2 separate regions of the Macaca mulatta genome follow, and region 1 is linked to region 2. The links are chromatin contacts, called in public Hi-C maps. All regions are on one chromosome and are shown on one strand. Each heading gives the region's core, a stretch centred on a gene start, on an enhancer-like site or on the middle of the called end of the contact. The rest is flanking DNA. Distances are from core to core; before and after follow the strand shown. Region 1 holds the start of BNIP3 (BCL2 interacting protein 3). Region 2 holds the start of PPP2R2D (protein phosphatase 2 regulatory subunit Bdelta).

Region 1 (2,700 bases), core at 135-2,634, 74 kb before region 2:
CCATGTTGCCCAGACTGGTCTCCAACTCCTGGGCTCAAGCGATCCTCCCGCCTCGGCCTCCCAAAGTGCTGAGATGAAAGGCTTGTGCCCCACCTTGGCCTCTGGATGTTTGTTACTTCTCAGAAAACCAAGATCATGGCACTCCAAAGACTAGAGACGATTCAACAGGCAAGAGCAGCGATGAAAAACACGCAGCGACTGAGGTCTGGCTCCGCGGCTGTGACCTCGGTTCAGCTTCTGAGCGCCTGGTTCCTTGGCGGGAAGCGTCCTCCTTCCCCACAAAACCAGGCACGGCTGTTTGGGAAGCAGCGTTTCTGGGGCGCACCTCGATACTTGGATTTGGATCAACAATGCTTTCAAAAAGGAAGACTTTTGATCAAAAGCGGGAAATGAGAAAACTTGACTTTCCTCTGAAGACTGTGCGCCTTTTCCCGGTCCCGAGGCCGCGAGGCCCCCCTGCCAGGCTGGCTCCCACGGAAGCCCGGCACCCACCCGGCCTGGCCCAGCGCCACTCCGCCGCGTGACCCGCGGAGGCCCCAGCCCACCCCCGGGGACCGCCCGCCCCACACCGCGTTCGCCCCCCGGAAGCCCCTCGCCGCAGAGGCGGACGGCGCCTCTCCCGGGCCCCTGGGTCTGCGTCTCCCTCCGGGGACTCTTCCGACCCTGCTCGAGCCTCCGCTTCTTCCTGCGGGCGGACGCCCCAAATACAACGGGCCCCGCTGTTCACGCAGGGGCGCCCCGGCGGGGCGGGCAGAGACCCGGGGGCGCGGCCCCGTCCCGAGACGCTCAACTCCGGCCACCGCTCGCAGCTCCCTCCCCGGCGCAGGTCCCGACCCCACGGGGGACCCCACGGGCCGTCCCGACCCTACGGGCCGCAGCGGCCGCTTCCCTGCACGTCCTCACGCCCCCCGCACGGACGCTGCCAGCCCCGCGCCTCAGTTTCCCCACTCGCAGGATGTAAAGACCGGCCCCGCCCCGACGCGCAGCGCCGTCCCCGTGATAGCGAGTGCCCAGGGCGCCCACCGGCCCCACCGCCCCTTTAAAAGGACTCGGCCCACCGCCTACCGCGGCGGCGACCTCGCAGCCCACTCGTCACGAGGCCGCGGCGCCCCGCCCGTTCCGGCTCACCTCAGGCGGTCGCTGAAGCCCCAGCGCCTGCGCGCCCCTCGTCCCGCCCCTGTCCCCGCCCGCGTCCCGCGCACCGCAAGCCCCTCGCCCACCCCCCAGGACCCGCCCCGCGCACGCGCCGCACGTGCCACACGCACTCCACGCCCGTGCGCACGCGCAGGCCCCGCGTCGCGGCCAATGGGCGACGCGGCCGCAGATCCGCCTGGCCCCGCCCCGCCCTGTGAGTTCCTCCCGCCGGGCGGCGGGGCTGGGCTCAGTCCAGGAGCGCAGCTGGCCGCGGCGCTCCGCTTTCCCAGCGCCCGCAGCTGAATCGCAGTCCGCAGCCCGCAGCCCGGCGCGGATTCCCATCGCCGCAGTCGCCCTCCGGCGCCATGTCGCAGAACGGAGCGCCCGGCATGCAGGAGGAGAGCCTGCAGGGTGAGGCCGGGGAGGCGGCGCGGGAGCCAGGGGGCGCGGGGGGAAGCCTGGAGGAAGGCCAGAGGGAGGCCGAGGGGGCGCCAAGGGAGGTTGCCCGGGAGGCCTGGGGGACATCGCGGGCCGTGCGAGGCTGCGCCACCCGCCCCTCCCGTGCCCACCCCTCCTGCGGGCGTGCGGAGCCCGGGGCATGGGGACCCCACGTACTGCCCGGGGTTCGCGGCCTCGCCGCTCGGGCGGGGGTTGGCTTGGACCCGGGTCGGACCGCACGGGAAAGCCCCGATTCTCCAGCTCCGCCAAGTTGGAATTCCACCTGGAGGTGAATCTGCGTCTCGCAGTTGGTCCGAGAAGCCTCAAAGTCCACGTTGCCCTCCGCGGTCTGTAGTTCAGACCCGTATTGGTTTTAACGACCAAACACCAAGGCGTGGCCAGTGGACTGTTATGTGCTTTAATTTTGTTATTAATGTTTATATCCGTGGTGATTTAGGATTTCCTGAAGGGTGAAGGCGGAGATGGGAGGGGGTTACAGTGTTTTTAAAATATGGCATTTAATGGGCATGTTCCAGTTCTACTAGAGGGTCGTTCCAAAACAAAGCTTTAAATTACTTACGGGTTAAGAAAACACAAGCACAAGGACGCTGCCAGTGCCGCACTCAGTCGTTACAGGCTGCTTAATGCCCGAGTAGAGGCTCGCCCTGTGCCCTTGGCTAGATTCGCAAGACCATGCGTTCGCGCAGCGGGAAACGCAGGCCCGGGGTGCAGGACTTGCCCCACGCACAGCCAGGTGGCGTGGAGACCCTCCCCACCCGGAGGGTCCGCGTCAGAGTCCAGACAGCATTTGCTCAGGGAAGCGGACATTGAAGCCGCCTTCCCAGGGTCCCTAGGGCCCAAGCCTGGGAGGAGGGACCTGGTGGCAGCTGACCTTTGTGTTCTCTGAAGCCAGAGTTTACTAAGCAAAATTAGCATGTAAATAAGCTTGGGAACGGGCTGCGGAAACCTCTGACTGTGAACTTTTAATCTTCATTGAGATTTTTTAAAACCATGTATCACATAAATTCAGTGAGTTGCTAATTTTATTACAAAAAAAAATTTTACTAGGCAGGACTTAGTTACTGTAATATATTAAATATATATATATTTGAACACTACAACCATTTT
Region 2 (2,707 bases), core at 15-2,514:
ACAGAATGTCTGACAAGGGGCTTCTAGTAACTTGAGGCAGGGAAGGTGTATTTGGTGCAAACACAAATCATTTTTAAGAAAAGGTTAAAGGTTTACAATGTTCAGTAAGATATACAAACAACAAAAAAGTCACTATGGCTCTAAATCTGAAATATTAATCAAACTTCTAAGACTTGACCAAGTTCTCCATTCAACGGTGAAGAAGGAAAGCTACACAGCTTTTTCACTCGAGGGTGACATGCAAGCTTCATGGGAAGCTGAGGCGGGAGGCACTCCCCAGTTTCCTCCTACCACCCTAAAACTTTGCGCCTGGGCCAATTTAAGGGTATGATTTAAGGAAATGACCAGCGAACTTTCAGTAATACCATAAAGTTCAAGATTAAAATCTGGAGTAGAGACTTCAAAATATATCAATAGAGAAAGGAGCAATACTTCACAGTAAAATTCAAGGATGTTAGAACCTCAGAAAGCAGACCTTAACAATCAGGGCGTCCAGCTCTCTTGTTAAGGGTGGACAAACCGAGGCAACCAGCTTGCTCAAGAGCGCACCGGCGAGGAAACGCAGAGCCGGGCGGGGGCCGAGGCCCCGACCCAGCCCTAGGCGCGTTCCCATCCTCCGGGCCATTGTGCCGCGCTGCCTGAGCGCAGAATCTGGACTCCGTTCCCGTCCCCGACTCCGCCGCGGTCTCCGCGATTCCGCCCCGGGCAGGAGGCAGCCCCAGGCGCTGGGTTCGGAGGGCCCGGCCGCCCGTGACCTTGGTGACTTACATAAGCCCCGCCGCGGGCCCGGCGCCTCCGCCCGTGCCCCGCGGGCCAGGACAGCGGACAGACGACGGCCGCCCCACGATGGTCCCCCACCACGGCCCCCAGCCCCTGCCCCGCCCGGCCCCCATCCTCCTGCCTGCCTTCCTTGGGCGCTTGGGGCCCGGAGGCCGCGGTCGGCCTGGGGGCTGCCCGCCAAGGTCCCGGGGCGGGGCGCGGCGCGGGCCTCACCTTCGGCCACGTCCTCGTCGATGGCCCCCTTGACCTGCGAGAAGCACCACTGGAAGTCGTTGCCGCCCGCGGGGCAGCCGCCGCCTCCGGCTCCTGCAAACACAACGGGGCGGTCAGGCCGGCCGCGGCCCCCGCCCGCCCCCGCGGCCCCCGCCGGCCCGCGCAGGCCCCTCACCTGCCATGGCAGCCGGCGGCGGGACGGGCGGGGACCGCGGCGGACCAGGGAGACGGCCTCCGCGCCGCTACAGCCGAGCGCTCAGCCCCGGCCGCCGCCGCCGCCGGGGAGGGATTTTTTTCCCTTTTCAAAATGGCGCCCAATGCCCGTCGCCCCGCTCGATGACGTCATCGCCCTCCGCCTCCTCGGACCGGCAGCGGACGGGGCGGGACGCGGGGGTTGCCGGGGGCGTCCAATGCGCCTGCGCCTGCCGACCCCGGCCCTGGGCCCGGCGCCGGTCGGCTAGGGGGGAAGGGACGCCTGGGCGACTGCAGAGGGTAGCTGGGGTCGGCGGGCGCAGGCCAAGTCCTCGGCCCTCGGCGCTAGGCCTCCCGTAGTGGTCCGGTGTGCGCCCGGCGCTCCCCTGAAGACTAGCGCCGCCGAACGCCCCTACTCTCCGGGAACTCCGGGAGGGCCTGGGCTGCGGCCGGACACGCCTTCCGGGCGCCACTGGGCCGAACACGCCCCCATCCCGCATCGGCCAATGGGAGTGTGGGTTCTCCACCGAACCGCCAATGGAGGGCGCGCTTGGCGGCGGTGGGCGGGCATGTGGGCCGTCCTCACCTGAGCGCGCCGCACCTGAGCCCTACCTCCCGCCCACTGCCCCCCGCGCGGAGTCTCGCTCGGTACCCCGAGCCGAAGTGTAGGGGCGTCATCTCGGCTCTCTAAAGTCTCGACCTCCTGAGCTCAATCCATCCTACTGCTTCACCTCGGAAGTAGCTGCGAGCACAGGCACGCGCTGCCAGGCTCGCGAATTTTTTAATTTTTTGTGGAGACGGGGGTCTATGTTGCTCAGGCTGGTCTCGAACTCCTGGGCTCGAGCCGTCTGCCTGCCTCGGTCTCCCAACCCCGTCCACCTCCCTTTCATAGCGCACCGTTGCTCACCAGATGGCTACCTTACACGTTCTCGGAGCTCCCAGTGCAGTCTTGGGGAAACAGGGCCGATCGTTTCTTCATTTGCGGGGGGTTTTCTCTGGCATACTGAGCGATTACGGGTGCTCCTCGACTTGCAGTGGGGCTACCCTCCCCGCCAATAAGCTCTTCCTAAGTCAAAAATGCATCTAATACCCAATCTACCCATCGTAAAGTTGAAAAATGTGAAGTCGAGCTATCATCAGGGAGACTGTCCCTATGGGATTGATGTCCGGAATCAGAACTACTTTCAGTATAGCTGCAGTGGGCGCTGATGGTATTGCACCACTAAAAGACAGTCGCTGCAAATCAGGAACATTCGTCCACTCCAGTCGGAGCTGGAGAGAAAAATCAGAGAAGAAGGAAACGTGTATGGAGAGAGTTGGAATCTTGCACGGGGGTGACTGGAGAAGACTCAGGGATAACGAGTAAGCATGCAGACGTCTAGGAAAGCTTGGCCAGGAGGAGAGACTACCAAGTGCCAGGACAGGAAGGAGGGCCATGCCTGGCATGGGCAGGAGGCAGCCGGAAGCCGCATGGGTGCAGAGTGAGTGGAGGGGAGGCCAGGGGTTGGAGTCAAGGCAGGGA

What was found. Hi-C and Micro-C count contacts between places; a contact is called where the count stands out from the background.
Region 1: a Hi-C map of cortical neurons shows a contact between it and region 2, with 2.3 times the contacts expected there. The contact joins the promoter of BNIP3 here to the promoter of PPP2R2D in region 2. A contact is called at or near these places in 2 of 14 Hi-C or Micro-C datasets (CD4 T cells and cortical neurons).

Annotation. Positions count from the first base shown.
Region 1 is chr9:144,072,495-144,075,194 of T2T-MMU8v2.0, reverse strand. BNIP3 (BCL2 interacting protein 3) reads left to right here and starts at 1,384. Exons shown (of 6, transcript XM_015148471.3): 1 at 1,384-1,545. The coding sequence starts at 1,500. It overlaps LOC144331369 (a long non-coding RNA gene), which reads right to left and starts at 1,168. Exons shown (of 2, transcript XR_013398455.1): 1 at 1,129-1,168.
Region 2 is chr9:143,997,967-144,000,673 of T2T-MMU8v2.0, reverse strand. PPP2R2D (protein phosphatase 2 regulatory subunit Bdelta) reads right to left here and starts at 1,264. Exons shown (of 6, transcript XM_077947893.1): 1 at 1,169-1,264; 2 at 994-1,086.